2 separate regions of the Mus musculus genome follow, and region 2 is linked to region 1. Evidence: chromatin contacts called from public Micro-C data. All regions are on one chromosome and are shown on one strand. Each heading gives the region's core, a stretch centred on a gene start, on an enhancer-like site or on the middle of the called end of the contact. The rest is flanking DNA. Distances are from core to core; before and after follow the strand shown.

Region 1 (4,113 bases), core at 810-3,309:
AAATAAAGCTGGCCCGCGTGAGAACAGAGTGGCAAGGTTCTCCACAGTGCAGCGCAGGATGTTGTTTTTATTATCGTCCTGTTTCTTCCCACTCACCAAGGCGGCCTTCCTAACCCCAGCAGAGGTCACTTCTCATTGTTTGAACACCTGCTCTCTTGGAAAAGGAACACAACTTCCCCAAGCCATTGAGAAATCCAACCCCCCCTCCCATCCATGACGGTCTCCCATATTTCACTCCCGATAAATACTTCCGAGTAAATAACACGTGTCCATCCAGTTTCTGCCGGTTTGTTTTGGGGTTTCATGTCCCGTCTCTTGCGATATCATTTTTCACAAGGCTTCTAATAAGACAATGGCCTTCGTACCCACGGCATGGAGCTAATTGCAAACAACAGCTGGCCTGTGCATAAAACAAAAGTGACATGTTTAGTCACCCACGAGACAGGGGAGACAAGGATTACCAACAGCCCAACAACATAAGCAAGGCACAGCTGAAGAGGAGGGAAATCAGCTACTTGGTTTTTTGTCTACCCTATTACACCATCAGGATTTGTAGAAACATCTTAGTTTTAGACAGGAGGCTGGAAGACTGACTGTTGCTTCCCGCTACCACCCCCTCCCCAGCCTCCGCGGCTTCCTAGGCTGGATTCAGTTTATCTTCAAGTTCAGTGTTCCCTAGACCTAGCCTTGAGCCAGACCAGGATTGCAAGATTGGTGCAAGCCCCTGTCTCCTGAAGGTTGAGCTGCGTCTGTGGCATTTCCCTAGCATCTTATGGGCTCAAGCTTGCCTGGGCCATGGAGGAGTATAAATACCAAAGGAAAACCTACTGGGGATGTGCCTGCTTCAACATCTCGGTTTCTTGTATAGCGAATCCTTCTCATGCCAAAGACATCTCTTTGGAGTCATCTTGACTGTCTCAGAGAGACAGCTGTTTAGAAAACAGCTGGAGAGATGGTTCAGTGGTTAAGGACACACACTGCTGCTCTTGCAAAGGACCGAGTTCAGTTGCCAGTGCACACAACAGCTCATAAAAGCCCGTAGCTCCCATCCCCAGGGATCACATGCCTCACCAGCACCGCCCTGACATGCACATACCCACACACAGACACATGGGCATACGTGTAATTAAAAACATAAAAATAACTCTTACAGAATAAAAGCTCAGTAAAACTGAGTTCACGAAGAGATAGCAGTCTGGGTTGCCGTTGGGGGTTCTCTGCTCCGTTGCCTGTGTTCAGAATTTGAAAGGTTTTGCCCGTGTGCTTATGTCGGATGATCGGTCTATGATTTTAACAACTGTGTCCTGTCAAAGTTATCATGGTTATGTTGGCTTTGTAAGTTGGGATGCGTGCGTTCCTTTCTTATATTTTCTGAAAATTTACGTTAAGGCTGTGTCTTTATGTTTGATAGAAACCAGCTGGGTCTGGAATTTTCTTTGCAGCAGGTTTTCAATGAAGAAATGTCAATATGGCTAATAGCACAGCTTGGCCCAAGCTTCCTGTTTCTTACCGGCCTGTTTCAGTAGGCTGTGTTTTGCATCCAACAATTCGATCATTTCATGTAAGTTGTGGGATTTCTTTTATTCAGTTGCTCGGAATACATGACACTGTCGCTTTAGTATTTATAGGCTCTGTGGTGACTGCAAACCATCTCTCTAATATCAGAGAGGTTTGGTGACTTCACACCATCTCTCTAATATCAGCGGGGTGTTAATAACTCCATGTTATCTCATTAGTACCTGTAGTGTCTGCAGTCACCACATCCCCTCCACCATCTTTACTGTGCCTGCCAGATAGCCAGTGCTTGGCTTTTCTCTTTGTCTTTGTTCTGTTCAGTAATTTTGGAGGCTGCCTTTGGCTGATTCATTTTCTTATTTATTTCTTGCTTTAGCCATCCGCTGTGGCATAACAGATGAGTACCCCTGTTTCAGTGTAACTTAAACAGCACGTTACACATACCGACCCTGAGTTCTGTGGTCAGGAATGGGCACAGCTCAGGTATCCCTGCCTGAAGATTGCTCACAGGCTGAGGAGTGGAGGGGTTGGCACAAAGGCATCATCCAACCGCCTGACTTGGGGGTGGGGGCACCCTTCAGGCTGATTCACAGAGCTGTCAGCAGGGTGGGGATCCTGTCCCCTCAGCTGTTGGCTTGAAGAATCTAGAGTTCTTTGTTGGCACTGGCTGGAAGAGGCTCCCTTTGTTCCAGTCCATGGTCGGGGTGAGGGACTTGCCACAGGCTGGCTGCAGCATGGTGACTAACTCTGCGGAGAGTGAGCAAGCAGGATGGAGCTGGGAGAAACAGTAGGGGGAGGGGAAAGCCAGAGACACCTGGCCATCTTGTCTCCCAGAAGCCAGGAAGTCAGAAGCCAAGGCTCTTCTCAACTGCTTTACTCTGCTTTCAAGCTCTGTACTCTAGTACCCACCCCACCCCACCCCACCCCACCCCCACTCTCCCCAAAATAACAGGGTCAGAGATTCGATTCATTCTATGATTTCTGTGATAGAGGATAGAGTTCAATAGCCTCTGAGGAATGGGGCAGAGTTATTAGTATTTAGTATTGACTATTAATCTTTTGATTAGTAATTCCCTTAGTCGTTTAGGTTCTTTCTCATCGATGGGCTGTATCTTTGCACAAAATTCCTGACTGATGCTCGCTGCCTCTGAACTGCATTTTAGCTTCTGTTCTCGTCATGTCTTGGCCATGTCTAGGTGCAATGATATCAACAGCATGGCAGCAGGGGCTGCTTAATGATTAAGGCAGGCCCTTCCCACCTGAAGCTCTGATGGCTTTTCCATGCCTGTAGCTGATGGAGTTCAGGCAGTTGTTGTACAAAGGGACTGGGTCACGAAACACTGCACTGTAGTCAGGACTTAACCAGGGGCACTCAAAACCAAGTACACTTACATTGCTTATTTGTTTGTGCGTGTTTATGTGTGTCTCTGCATGTGAGTATGTCTGTGGGCACACTCATGCCTCAATGTGCACGTGGAGGTCAGAGGACAACTAGCAGGGGTCGACTCTGTGGGTTCCCTGGGTTGAACTTTGGTTATCAGAGTTGGCCACAAGCACCTTTCAGCAGCTCAGCCATCTTGCCTGTCCTCCACCTTGTATTCTGAAGCCAGGTCTTTTGCTGATTCCATAACTCACCATTATAGCTAGGCAGGCTGGCCAGCATAGTCCAGGGATTCTTCTCTTTCTGCCTTGCTAGCCTTGGGGTGCACACAACACCATGCCTAGATTTTCTGAAATTTGAACTAAGGTCTCCATGCGTTCAGCACTTTAGCCATTGACCCACTTGCTCAGCCCTTAATTCACGTTAAGTTTTAAACCTTTCCTCCCCTTTTTATTCTTACTCACCACCAATTCACCTTCCAGTCTGGAGCTGCAAATTAGTCTAGGCACCGGTGTGCCTGAGGCTTCCTTTGGGAACCGAGACTATCACTCCTGTTCCTTGAAATGAACAAGGGGGAAGTGAGGGAACTTTTAGACCAGAAGACAGGAGGACAGGTGTATAGGACCATCTACTGTATATATAGCTATATATACAGTTATACACACAGTATATATATGTATATATACATACATATGTATGTATATACAATATGCATTATATATCACATATCACACATGAAAATCATATATCATATGTTATTATATACATTACCATCTCCACATTCCTATGCAGTGTTTAGTCATTCACACCTTCTGGCTCTCAGAGAGACTGTGATGACCTCAAAGATTCCAGAACAAGAGTCTGGTTGGGTCTGTACACACTCTCTGCTATGGCCTCTTGGGGCTGAACTTGAGCGCCATCCAGGCCATGTTCCTTCCCTGAGCTCTGGATCTCTTTGTGAGCACGCTTTGGTGATTGATAGGGTCATCTATGGGCTCCTCATGCTGACGTTGACTTTCTAGTCATTCACCCTTACCCAGCATGCCACTTTACTCTAAAGCTGCTTGAGCCCTCTGCCTTCAGCTCGAGTTTCCTCCAAGGAATGATCGTCCCATCTCCTAGCCTTGACCAGAGGCAAGCCCAATTTGGGGTATGACATATCTTCTGATAGGAACAACTAGGGTAAGGACCCATTAGCACACCAAAGCCTGCTAGCC
Region 2 (4,019 bases), core at 892-3,391, 250 kb after region 1:
TCCAGCATTGGTTGCATACTTTTGAAAATATTGCTTCTTCCCTGTGAATCAAAATGAGGCACAGAGACCAAAGCAACCCAGCTTGTGGGCAGGAACTCAGAAAAACTGACCCTTGGTTGTCATTATCTTTACACATAATCTGTGTGTCCCCTCTGCCACTGTCCTGGCTGGGGTTTGATCCTTTGCCATCTATCCCTGATCCACACTCCTCTGCACTTGCCCAGCACCAAGATGGGCATCAACACAATGCACACTGAGCAAAGGATAGGATTTGAACTAATGTCTAATAGGAGTTGCCCATTGTCCTTGTGCCCTCCTCTCTCCCACTCTCAGTCTCCTTAGCTGTGTTGTCTTGTCTCAGCATGGAAGCAGCCACTGTGAAGGATAATTAAACAGGGAACCTGCTGAGAGTTAATCTGAAATAGATATTATTACCCTGTGCCCTAGAAAGAGGGGCATAGATACAGGGTAGTAAGTGGCACCCTTTACACATCTCACACCGAGTCTTTCTCCAGCATGCTTGCTGTAGACCTCAGCCTCTGCCCTGAGCATCCTGAGGTCTTGGGAATAAACTCATTCCTATTCTAGTCTCCATTGGCAGTGCCCATGATGACCCCGGCATGCACTCTGCTATTATCTCTCTGACCTTCTCTGGGTATCAGTTCCCTGGTTGCCACTCAGCTAGTCAATGCCGATACTCCATGGGCCATTCTTTGACTTCTGGATAATTCCCTGGGTGGCCTGAGGCCTCTCTGTCTGCTCAGCCTCAGGTAGAAGGCCTGTGCCATGTCCTTCCCGGCAGGGAACTCAGCTGCTCAATCTGTGGACCAGGTGGTGACTTAGTAGGTCACAGAGGGAGATGCTAGGAGTGTGATTGAGGTGTGTGGGGGTGGAGAGACAAAAGCTAGAGGAAGCCCAGAGAGAGCCTGAGGGCTTGAAAGGCACCTGGATTTTGGAGACAGAAAGGGAGGACTTCATGACTCTTCGTAGGGTGGTAGTGAGGCACAGCAGTCCATGACATCCACACAAGTGTAATCTGAGGCATAGCAGTGCCTCCCTGTCCTGAGATAACTGTAGGTGTCTGGTATCTCTCTGGCCATCACCTATGAGCTTATCTGGTTAGTAAGAAGCCCTTGTGGACATCTGGAACTGGGCCGCAGAAAGACTTTATGTATGCTAACATTCTAAAGTACAGTGTAACTTTTAATGGTTCTCTCCAGCAACCCTGTAAGTTGGTCTTATTTTCCCATTAAATCTAAGTTATATGTGAAGTCACCAGAGGAAAAGTTTGCTAAGAGCTCCACTCAAAGATGCAGGGCCACTGTCCTTGGTGGTCCCTGACACAACAGGGAATCTTGGGCAAATCTCACCCAAGCTGACTTCAAGATGAGGGTCAGGGGGAGATGAAGATGAAGGGAAGTAAGAAAGCCAGCAGCCATTACATACTTAAGACAACTGGCTGCTTAAGAAACCTGAAGCTAAGTTGACTAGACAGCTGCTTCCCAAAGTAACAGGTCACACTACAGTGGTCAGGACCCGGGCCTGACCTTTCAGTGACCCAGGCAAGCTAGGTAGGGAGGTGAAGACATTGCCTAGCTTTGTATTTGAAAAGAAAAGGCGGGGATGGGGGGAAGGTTTGTAGGCTAGAGTCCCACCACAGTCATGAATAGAGCTCTTTCCCTCATGTGGGCTGCTTGAGATCCTCCAAAGGCAAAACCCACCACTGGGTTGTGAGTTTTAAAGCGTTATTCAGCCTATTAACAAGTACACAAATCCTGGCCACTGTGTCTGTGATGAACAAGTTGTGGTCAAACAGGGGAGTGATACGTCTGTAGGGAGTAGAACACAGCCCAGTGTTTGAAGACTAAAGATGGCGGCAGTTCCACTGTGGTTGCTGTTAGGGTAGGTGGTATCCAGGACTGTTGTGGTCAGAAATGGACACCAGCATTGACTGATTTACTATCCAGTTATTTGAACTGTCACAGGGGACAGGGACCCAAGCAAACATCAACACCAGTTGTTACACAAGGGACCCAGGAATTGTCAGAAAAGAGTCAAAACTTTGAAAGACAGGATCATCCCTAGGCAACCCCAACAATTTAAACTCATCTCCTTGTTTTGCCAAGCCACACAAAATAACTATGACACTAAGATTAGTCATTGATTCCCCTCACCCTCCGCTTCAGAATAGCAGTGAATCTCATCCCTAAGATTTCTCCTTTCACTTGAACCCACATGTAGAAACATGCAGTCCTAGTGTGGCAGGACACCACAATTTGGAAAGAAGCCTAGGCCCCAAATAGGAGATCCAATGGCACTGAATTCAAGTTGCAGTTGCAAGCGTTTGCTGGTCCAAGAGTCTGAGTAGTGCTGTCTTCTCTTGCTATCACACATGTCTTCCTTTTCTCATATAACTGTATAATCCTGGCCTGATGCCTGTGCAGAGTGATTCTGTTCAGTAGACTCTTGATAGAGTAGTGTCACCAAACCAGAAAGTTCTTGGTTAATAAAGCAATGTTGAATTCCAAAAATATCCCTTTTAAGTTACACAGTCACAAGATATGCAAGGGGTGTGTCCCTTATGGCACAATCACAGCACTGGGTTTTAATTCTTTGTTGTTTTACTGACATTACAGATGTTAAGCACTATCTTGTTTTTTTTTTTTTTAATGTAACCAATCCTAGCTTATTCTTAAAAGAATTGCAAAATACCTACACACAAGAAGGCAGAAGCCACTTGGAATGTCATGATCGGACCCTTCCAGACTTAGCTCTGCACCTATCTGTAGTGACACAGTGGGACTTCTTCACAGAAGTATGTGTGTGCAGGGTTCTCCAAGCCTAAGCTAGGCCTCTTCTTCTTCATTTAGCTTGTCAGGGGCATGTACAGAAACCACCAAGAACGGTATTTCCCGATCCTCCCTCTGGGGCTTTTCAAGTAACAGCCTCCACCTTTCATATCATCTGTCAGGCTTGAATCTCAGCCTTGGGCCAGCACTCCTGATAGTGTCTCCTCAGTGGGAATGGCTGCAGAGAAATTTTTTGGGTCAGGGTGTTGTGTTCTGTTGCTTTGCCTCTGTGACACATTCCCCCCAGGAAAGGATTCTACTATTCTACAAGAACCCCAGCTTCCCAGACTACACTAAGGCTGGGTGCATACATGTTCTCAACTTTTTCCAGTATCAGAGGTAGAAACCAGGGGCAGGAGGGATGGCTCAGGGGTTAAGAGCAAGAGTCAGGTTCTTGGATCTCAAGTCAAGCATTTCCCAGTTCTAACTGCAGCTTCAGGGGATCCAACATCCCTTGCCTGTGGACACCTGCACTTACATGCCTCTGACAGATACATATGCACACATTTTTTTTAAATGAGATAGGAGAATGTCTTCTAAGTTTGTATGACTCTGGTATACAGAAGAAAAAATCTTTACTGATTATTGGTTATGTGAATTTATTATTTTATGAATACCTAATTTTTCATATTCATTGATATTTTTGAGAAAGTCCCTGTTAATACTAAATATTCTACTTGCTTGTCATACGGGCTGAAAGTTTCCACAGTTCACATTTAAGAAAACAATGTTAAATGCCCCCCTGGTAAATTCCGATCATGGCATCATGCTTGCGAACACCGCATTTAGACACAGATTTGTTTTACTATGAAAATGCTATTTGAAAAATGTTTTGTTATTTTATAGTTTCATTTTAAAAGCATCCCTCTATCATTAATCCAGTGGATATACATCTGGCTCACCAACTGAGCAAAGGACCTAGCCAATCAGCTCACTGCTGATCTCATCCTCGTTTCAGATAACTCAGGCAATTATTTAAATATTAGTAAGACAGCAGAAGAGATTGGCTCGATTTTTACTTGGGGTGGCATGGATATTACCTTCTCTTCTGGGGTGTGGGTCACATGGTAGGGGGGTTAGTAAGGTCTGCCTGGCCCTAGAGATCAGAGCTTTCCATGTGTGTGGAGGAGACATGGAAGAATTGACTCATTAGTGGAGACGACAATAGAA

Evidence for each region. Hi-C and Micro-C count contacts between places; a contact is called where the count stands out from the background.
Region 2: a Micro-C map of muscle stem cells shows a contact between it and region 1, with 7 times the contacts expected there. The contact joins two enhancer-like sites. A contact is called at or near these places in 1 of 39 promoter capture datasets (hematopoietic stem and progenitor cells), 1 of 484 Hi-C or Micro-C datasets (muscle stem cells) and 1 of 115 datasets of contacts at active chromatin or transcription factors (cardiomyocytes).

The regions. Positions count from the first base shown.
Region 1 is chr1:90,162,357-90,166,469 of GRCm38.p6, forward strand. No RefSeq gene overlaps it. Among named protein-coding and RNA genes, the nearest start is that of 4930434B07Rik, 11 kb to the left of the region's middle. Within about 2 kb of position 2,060, at least 40 of the 459 cell types and tissues checked have an H3K27ac peak or open chromatin away from gene starts, as enhancers often do. A contact at or near this core is called in muscle stem cells, where this site is marked.
Region 2 is chr1:90,414,135-90,418,153 of GRCm38.p6, forward strand. The region is part of intron 3 of Gm34992 (a long non-coding RNA gene); the gene reads left to right. Among named protein-coding and RNA genes, the nearest start is that of Gm34992, 78 kb to the left of the region's middle. Within about 2 kb of position 2,142, at least 18 of the 459 cell types and tissues checked have an H3K27ac peak or open chromatin away from gene starts, as enhancers often do. A contact at or near this core is called in muscle stem cells, where this site is marked.